2 separate regions of the Macaca mulatta genome follow, and region 2 is linked to region 1. A link is a contact called in public Hi-C data. All regions are on one chromosome and are shown on one strand. Each heading gives the region's core, a stretch centred on a gene start, on an enhancer-like site or on the middle of the called end of the contact. The rest is flanking DNA. Distances are from core to core; before and after follow the strand shown.

Region 1 (4,240 bases), core at 335-2,834:
AATGGGGAACTCCCCGGCCCAAACCTTTTAGCCGCTTCCTTCTCCACGCAGCCGGCAGAGGAAAGTCCCTGTCTGCCCCCAATCTCTTAAGCCCTGGGGAAGGAGTGGTGCATTCCAGAACAAAATAGTCTTAATGCCACAAGACAAACTTACATACACAGACATACACAAACACAAAAAGTTAAAGATCGTCCTCTTCCAATGAGCCTCAAGCTCCCAGGTCTCCAGAAAAGCCAGATGCGCCCGGGGGCAGTTTGCGATGCCCAGCGGCAACCAGTCTGCCCAACGCGCTCAGCGGCCGCGGTCTCTGGGCGTCCTCGCAGCCAGCAAGGGCCCGACCCTCACTTCGAGGACGCCCGCTGCTCAACCTCCTCCCCGCATGGGGGCCAAGGGCTCAGAAGGCCACGATGGCTGTGCTCCAGGGGTTCATGTCTCTCAGCACCGGCTTATCGCAGCAGATCTGCCCGGGCTCGGCGGCTTCCGGGCCGCTCTCCTCTCCCTCCTCTTCCTCCCTGCCGCCCCCGGGGCTTTTCCGTAGGAGTCCCGAGAAACTGGAACCGAAGATGCTGATGAGGTTAGCCACGTTCCCGGTCTCCATCTCCTCCGCGTCGTCGTCCTCTCCTCCACTCGGCGGCTGCTCTAAGTTCCGGCGGGGCTTCTTGAGCGGGGTCGAGCCGGGCGCCGGGCAGCCCGCTGGGCCGCCGCCCACCCCCGCCGCGCCGCGCTTCCTGGGGCACACTGCGGGCTGCGCGGGGGGCTCGTCCTCGGCTGGTCGCGGCGCGCAGCAGCAGGCAGTGCGGGGGGTCGCGGCCGGTGTACCCGGCGGGTCCTCCCCGCCTAGGGGGCAGCCGCAGGGGCGGCGCGCGGCAAGCGATCCCTCGGGGAAGACGCCCCAGCCTCCGGCGGGACCCTCGGCTTCTCCGGCCGCCGCCTGGCGCGGCCGCTCCACGCGGCTCCAGGCAGCTTCCGTCGCGTCCGCCTCTCCGCCCTGAAGAACGTCCCCGACTCCGGTCACCGTGGTCACTGGCACCTCGTCCCCTACCCGCGGCGCGTGTGAGACGGAAGGGCGCTCCGGTTGCGGCTCGGTCTCCGGCCAAGAGGCACGGGCGACGGGCGGGGGCGGCTCTCCCCAGCCGGCGGGTGGCCCGGCCGCCGGCTCCCCGGGCTGCTGCTGCGGTGGCGGCGCCGGGATCCCAGCGGGACCGGCCAGGTAGAGGCCGGGGCACGGGTCGCTCAGGTAGACCTGGCGGGCGCTGCGCAGCACCAGCGAGACCAGGAGGTTCTTATGCAGCTTGATGCCGCCGCGCTGGACCCGCGAGTTGTAGATCTTGCCCAGGGAGATGCTGACGATTCGGTGAGCCTCCAGCTTGAACTCCATCCTGCCTCCCCTGCACAGGGCCGTCGGCGCCGGGGTGTTACGTTCGGAAACTGGGAGGGAACGGGAGGCGCAAACAAGTCCGCCCCGTGGGCACACCCTTGATCACCTAAGACTCCGAAGAGAAATGACTCCGGTGACGCGCGCTCACTGCCCCGCAGACCTCTCTACACCAGACAACTACCCCGTTTCGGGTCCGGTAGCTAAACAGGGCAGCCCGGCCGCCCCGCGCCTTATATAGACTCCTCGACCGCCAATCACGAAGGGCCGCCAACCGTTCCGCGGCTGGCCGGCGCGCCCTCGTGCGCCGCGCACGGCCAATCGGAGCCCGAGGAGGGGCGCCAAGGCCCGTTCGAACGTTAGTCCCGCGGAGCAAGCTCTTAAAGGGGGCGACGGATTGCGGGCGCAGACCAGGCCGATGGGGAGTGAGTGTTGGGGACCGTGTTGGGGACCGTGCTCGAGGGCGCTACTGTTTGGAGTTACAGATTCTGGCTTGTGCGATGGCTTGCCGGAACCAAAGCGAACAAAATATTCGAACTTTCTTCCGAGCACGGTGTTGGACTCTGTTCTGCCATAAAGTCCTGATCTTTTCCTGATCAACTCCGCCCTAACCGGCCACGCCACCATTTCCAGGCCCGCCACACCTGTAAGCGATTCCCCTCAACCCTGGCAAAAATAGAGATGGTGGCTATACGCGGCGGAGGACACCCCTGGATAACAAATAGTATTACTGCAAAGTATTTGGCTGTCATTATTTTTGGATGAGCCGCTTTCCCCGCTAGAGTCACATACACTCTTAGCAGCTGTCAGTTCTAACACCAAAGAAAAAGGGGATTCTAAAAGTTTTTGGCTAGGTTCTTGGCTTCTTATCAAGGAATTGTGTCTAGATACAAAGTTACTGGTTGCCCTCTAAAGCCGGCATCTTTCACTTTGTTCTCTAGATTCTGGAACAAAGCCAGTTATCAAATAGGTTAAATGGAAGATGTTACAGGTTCTCCACAATGATTTTTTTCCCATTTCCATTTTTCCATTACAAGGACTGATCAGTCAACCCTTGGAAAAATCGAGCAAGGTCTGAAAATAAAAAGAAAGAAGTCCTGTGTTCCCATGATGATGTCATAATTTCATTTTGTGTCAAGGTAAAAATATAGCGCTAGGGAGTTCCAGAATTTTCTGGTCAGTCAACAATGTAGTCCATCTACTGGTCCTTATATCAGGGCACAATTACCACAGGGTTGCCCAGGGTCCTGGACTGGAAACATGGAGTCACTTCCAGTTAGTTCCACCGAAGCTCCACCACAGACCTGCCTGAGGACTCTGGGTAAATAACCTCAGACCGCTTCAGTGTCTCCACCGCTGAAAAGGGGAAGTCACATACACATCTGCTTTATTGTACAGACGATAAATGACAACTTCTCAGCCACAAACTGAATGAGAAAACTAAGCACTGCTTTCTTGGAGTCCATGTGGAACCCTGGGCCTGATCCTGCCCCAGGGATTGGCCAAGCAATGAATTTATTTAGGAAAAATACCAGTGAAGGGTGGGCTTGATCATGACCAATTGACAATCTCCAGAAGATGTGATGGCTCAGTAGCATTACCTGTGCCCACAACTGATGGTAACTGAGACTGCAGGCTCTGAGACCCAGTTCCTCCCCCCTCTAGGAATTTTCAGCCCATGCAGAGAAAGAGATAAAATAATGACACAAAAATTACAAAACCAAGTAGCATATATTAAGTAATAATGCAAGAATTTTTATCTTGTCTTTTTCTTTGCAAGTTGTTAGTCACTATAAAGCAATGGCTAAGAGCACAGGCTGTGGAGGCCGGCTTCCTGGCTTGGAATCCCAGCTTCTCCGTTCACTTGCTGCATGGCCTCTGGAAAATTATTTCACTTCTCTGTGCTGCTGTCTTTTTTATTACAAAATAATCAGCTGGGTGTGGTGACTCACTCCTGTAATCCTAGCACTTTGGAAGGCCAAGGCAGGTGGATCACTTGAGGTCAGGAGTTCAAGACCAGCCTGGCCAATATGGTGAAACCCTGTCTCTACTAAAAAAAAATACAGTAATTAGCCTCACATGGTGGCAGGTACCTGTAATCCCAGCTACCCGGGAGGCTGAGGCAGGAGAATGGCTTGAACCCAGGAGACAGAGGATGCAGTGAGCTGAGATCACGCCATTGTACTCCAGCCTGGGCAACAGAGTGAGATTCGGTCTCAAAAAGTAGAATAAAAAAACATAAAAATAAATATAATAATAATAGTGCCTACCTCTTAAGAGTTTTTGTGAGGATAGAACAAGGTAGCACATGCAAAGCTCACAGAAAAGCACCTGGCATACAATAAGCTATCAATGTAGGCTAGTTCTCAGAACACATTACCCCACATACTACCTTGGGGTGGGAGAAGAGGCTGGGAGAAGAAAGGAACATAGATGGAAGAAAGTTTCACCGAAGAAGTTGTATCTGAAGAGGGTGCTGAAAACCTCTGAGGTAGGATCCACAAGTTCCAAGCAGCAGGAGCAACAGAGTCCAGTGTAGGGAACATCTTATTTTGCAGTTGCGCTGGGGGCATGCCCAAAAGCAAGTGGGAAAGACTAGAAGCAGAGGCCGAGGCTGCATGATGGTTAGTGGGTTGTGGGTGCCTTGATGAGGAGACAGGACCACGGGGACCTTACTAAAGGTTGTTCAGTAAGGGAACCACAGAACAGATTCTAGAACAGTTGGTGCATAGAAGAGCACATATAAAGCTCTTGTGGAAATTTAGGCAAACGGTTGTGAAGACCTGAACTAGGTAGAGGAAACAAGAATGAAGAAACTGGCAGGGTATGGTGGCTCACGCCTGTAATCCCAGCACTTTGGGAGGC
Region 2 (4,640 bases), core at 1,984-4,483, 59 kb before region 1:
GACATGAAAGACAGGGAACGGCTAAGAAACTGTTTCAAATTGGAGAAAACTAAAGAGGCACAAGAACAATGCAACTTGTATTCCTGGATATGATCTTGGACTAGAAAGGAAAAACAGACATTGTTGGGACAACTTGAAAATGTTGAATGGGGTCTGTGGATTGGATGGCAGATGCGTTCAAGTGCAACCCCTGACTTGGAAGATTCTATGGTGGCTACGTAGGAGATTATATAGTTCTAGTTCTGTAATAAATGATTTAACATGGCCAGGCATGGTGGCTCATGCCTGTAATCCCAGCACTCCGGGAGGCCAAGGCAGGCAGATCACTTGATGTCAGGAGGTCAAGACCAGCCTGGCCAACATGGTGAAACCCCCATCTCTACTAAAAATGACCCTGGCATGGTGGCAGGTGCCTGTAATCCCAGCCACTCAGGAAGCTGAGAGAGGAGAATCGCTTGAACCCAGGAGGCAGAGGTTGCAGTGAGCTGAAATTGCACCACTGCACTCCAGCGTGGGCAACAGAGTGAGATTCTATCTCAAATAAATAAATAAATAAATAAATGATTTAACCCTTTGCCAAGGACCAAGGGACCAGTTTCCTCACTTTACACAACAGAACATATAAAGATACATTTGAAACATCTTCATCCTTTGTTTATTTTCTAATATAATATGCTGAACTCTATCTAACATAATGTCATGGCCCCAACATCCTCATTGGCCATTTGTCTTTCAGTCTATCACTAAGAATTTATCTTCTTCCTGACCTACTACTTCCTGCTTTTCTAACTTCAGGAGCTTTTTGTTCATTGAGGGTGCAAGCTTTTATTCTGCCTTGAAGCACTCTCCCCATTAGCTAGGAGATTTTTTGACAAGAAAGGTGTATCTAAGCCCATTTTCTGTAAAATCTGTCACTGCCTAAGTGGTACCCTGCTGCTTGAGTCCTCATTCGTCTCCATGGCAATGTTCTGAAACTAGTCTGCTTGTATAAGTTCAAGGCCCATCAAATTATTTACCCTAACAGAGTCTTTGTATCCCACCAATGCACACACAGACACATTCTGTGCATCATAGCAGCAACCTTCAAAAATGCAGCCACAGTTTGGTTTATATTCATTTCAGAAACAACCTCATCTTTTGAACTGGATAGTCCACTCATCAGCTGAGCTTCGTTTACTCATCCATTCATTCATGTGTCTGGGCTACATAAGAACTTACCTCTTCCTTGGGGGCTGGAGTAGGAATCAGGGATGGCTTCATGGAGGAGTAGTTAGCTGACCACTGAAGGGGAAGGGCTTTCCTGACAAAAACGAAGCACAAAAGCGTGGAGCTGTGAATGAGACGACCAGGCTGGGGAATGGGGTGAAGGAGGGTGGTAATGAGAGGTACAGAGGAGAGGCAAGAGAGAAGGATGGGAACACGCTCCTAAAAAAAAGTGCCAAAAGGAGTTACCACTTTTCTTTAAGGCAGTGAGGAAGATTTTAGGAGGAAATGCAGCATCCTCTGATTCATGTTTTCGAAAGCTCTCATTTGCTGCTGCACTGAGGTTTGATTAAAGGGTGAAGTCCCAGGGGCAGAAACACACTGACAAGGGCCTGAGCACACCAGAGAGTGAGGGCGCACGGTGGAGATTCAAGCGCCACTTCAGAGGCAGGCTGGGGAGGATCCAATGACCATCAGATGGAGGAGAGAGGGACGGTGCAGGAATTTCTGAGCCTGTTTAATGTCCAAGAAGGGAGAGCATGGGAGAGAAGATAAAGAGTTTCATTTGGTACAGTTTGAGGAGTCTGTGAGACATTCAGTAACAAAATTAGGTTTTGGCACACCCCTGTCCTCCAATTTCCCCACACCCTTCATTCTCTACCTCAGGGATGAAGCAACCTGATGAGCTAATCTCCACTGAGGTTGAATTAAGATTTAAAGGTTTAACCTGTGACTTCCCCCCACCGACAGGAATTGCATTTTCATTTAACAGGAGTACCACTTAGCCAGTCTTAATCAAAGGAAGGGCTCTCTATAGCAAAATTCCAGGCAATGTAATGAGCAAGTTGGGGAGATGCTTTCAGGCAGGGAGATCTGCCAAACACCCCTCAAATCACATGACAGAGGCTACAGCTACAAACTCTCTTAGTGCAGAGAATTCCCTGTTGAAGTTTCCCCTTCATTCCAATAACCCCAGTTCATCCCATAGACAAAGGGATCTTCCTCCAGGCAGGACGATGATCTCTTATGGTGGGGTGGCAGGACAGCAGATGTCACAGAGGCCTGGGGTCACTGAGTTCAAGTCCTGGTTCTGCCATTTATTGCTGTATAATCTTGGGCAGTTATTTAACTTTTCTCTAAGACTCGAGTTCACCATCTATTAAACAGGAGTTCAGAGCATTTGCCTCTGAGGCTGTTGTGAGCCCAGATTTAAATCACATGGTCACTGTAAACACTGGTGGTTCCTTCTCCCACTCTCACCTCTCCAACGTATTACTTCAAACTTGAAAGTCCGTCATTCTCACTGCCTCCACCATTTATCTCAGTGTCTTTCAACACCCAATTCACTTAGAGAAGCCTAATTTTCTTCCTGTTCATGCGCTATTAGCTGCTCTGACAACTCTAGGTGATGAAAAGCCACCATTTGGGCGGCACAGGCTGAGCCTCCACGCTCAGCAGAGCCGCCTGCGAGCTGCCTGCAGGGGGCAGCATCGGGCAGCGTAAGGCAACGCCAGGGCTCCGTTGTAAAACGCTGGGGTCGGTCTGGAAAGGGCTGCAGAGAAGGCGTTTGAATTCAGACTCCAGCTGACAAAGGATCTATTTTACTCCATGCGGGTCTGACGCAGTCTGTTAGGGAGTCAAGTCTTTGGTAAACAAGAGTGTAGGGAGTGGCTATCCAAAAACAACCCGACCTGCGTAAGTCCAGCAGCGTTTTTCCCAAACCCACACCAGGACTAGGTTACCCTTTGATAAGCACGGGTGAGAGAAGCAAAGACATCTCCTTACAGACTCACGGGACCCTTGTTGCAGATGCGCCCTTCACCCCCAGTGAAGCAGTGGGAGAGAGACCTTGACAAGGACAAGAAGGGGAGCTTAACCTCCCCCTCCCCATAAGCATTTTTAGATTTTCCCACACACTCAGCCCCTTCGGGGAGTCCTGGAGAAGACAAAAGAAACAGACACAGATGCTGATTCTAAAGAAGCTATTAATATTGTTGAAAAGACATGCAGATGTGAAGCTGGGACACAAGGGTACACATGATCATGCTCTGTTTCGGAGAAAGCCTGGTGGCTCCATGTCCCCAAAGCCCCAGGATGCACAGGCCAACCTGGGATGATTTTCTATGATTTGTGAATTTGTTGACATGGAAAAACAAAGGGGCAGAATGTTTAAAATCAATCAAGACTGCCCCGGAAGTCCAGAATGTGAGATCGCCGAAGGGACAGATGATCAGAGCTGTAGGAATTTGAGGAAGGGAACTATTGATGAAAGTGGCGTTATAAGTGGCCTGGACAAGCCAGTGGACTTGGTCCCTCCTGAGCCTCTGTGCCAATGAGAGACACTCATCACCCACTCTCCTATTGAGTTTGGCTGGAGAGGGGAACTGCTATGTCACCGTGACATCATCACCTTCCAGGAATCATTGAGTCAGCCTCAGCCCTCCAGGCCCCGGAAGTGGAGGCCCCAAGGCAGGACCCACTCACTTCCTCCTAGCCCAAGGCCAGGGGAGAGGGGGCTGCTCCCGCAGAGCTTTGGGCCTGTGTTTCACCACCCTCTCCCACTACTCAAGGCAGCCAGGACCTGACCCAGGGTAGGTCAGCTTTGCAAAGGGACAGACATCAGCGTGGTGCCAGCTGAAGTGAAGACTGGCAGTGGCTGAGAGTTGAAATGCAAGCATCCCTGGGAGAGGTCGGGCTTGTAGCTTTGCCAGTCCTTCATACCTCCCTTATGTACATGAGCTTCTAAGGGAAAAAAATGTGATGGAGGAAGGAATTAGGAATGAAGTAAGAGGGAGTGGGGGCTGGCAGGAACAAGTGCAGAAAGCCAAGGTGGGGAGGGCTAAAAGAAAACCTGTGCCCACTTCACAGCTAAAGGTCACTGTAGATCTGGTGTCACCTGCAGACAGTCATGGGGGGAGGCAGATCCGTCCAGGCCCATTCCCTTCCCAACAGTGAGCACCACACAGCTCAACTCATCCCATGGCCAGAAGCCCAGGTACAGGGTCAGAGGGTGTCCACCTGTGGCCCTCAGGGGGTGACTTCCTCCTGCCCCTTCCCCCAGCATAGTCACAGGTGCCTCCCCCATCTTCCCCACATCAGAACTTTCCCCTCTCTGCTAAGAGGATTCAAACCAGTATCTGTCCACACCACATCGGCATCTGTTTCATCTTTTCATTAAACTCAGTGTTCCCTTGCTCTGTAAGCTGGTCTTAGGAAGAAGAAAATTAACCAGTAGGCAATAATACGATTTTCTAGCATGGCAAACATCCTATACTCCTCCTATCCCCACTAACACACACATACACACACGTGTGTGCACACACACAATCGGCCATGTTTATTACATTGGTTCACTTAATGCCAACAACACCCTGCCAGGTAAATGTCTCCATCTTCCAGATGAGAACACTGCACTTCAGAAAGGGAAAGGAAGTTCT

The links. A called contact is a pair of places that touch in the nucleus more often than the background predicts.
Region 2: a contact with region 1 is called in a Hi-C map of fetal cortex germinal zone, with 4 times the contacts expected there. The contact joins the enhancer-like site here to the promoter of IER5 in region 1. A contact is called at or near these places in 5 of 14 Hi-C or Micro-C datasets (cortical neurons, fetal cortex germinal zone, fetal cortical plate and 2 more).

Annotation. Positions count from the first base shown.
Region 1 is chr1:38,497,019-38,501,258 of T2T-MMU8v2.0, reverse strand. It overlaps IER5 (immediate early response 5), which reads right to left and starts at 1,584. Exons shown (of 1, transcript XM_002802002.4): 1 at 1-1,584. The coding sequence starts at 1,378. The coding sequence ends at 395.
Region 2 is chr1:38,557,389-38,562,028 of T2T-MMU8v2.0, reverse strand. LOC144340671 (a long non-coding RNA gene) reads right to left here. Exons shown (of 6, transcript XR_013416918.1): 4 at 1,219-1,300. Among named protein-coding and RNA genes, the nearest start is that of IER5, 60 kb to the right of the region's middle. Within about 2 kb of position 3,233, at least 18 of the 40 cell types and tissues checked have an H3K27ac peak or open chromatin away from gene starts, as enhancers often do. A contact at or near this core is called in fetal cortex germinal zone, where this site is marked.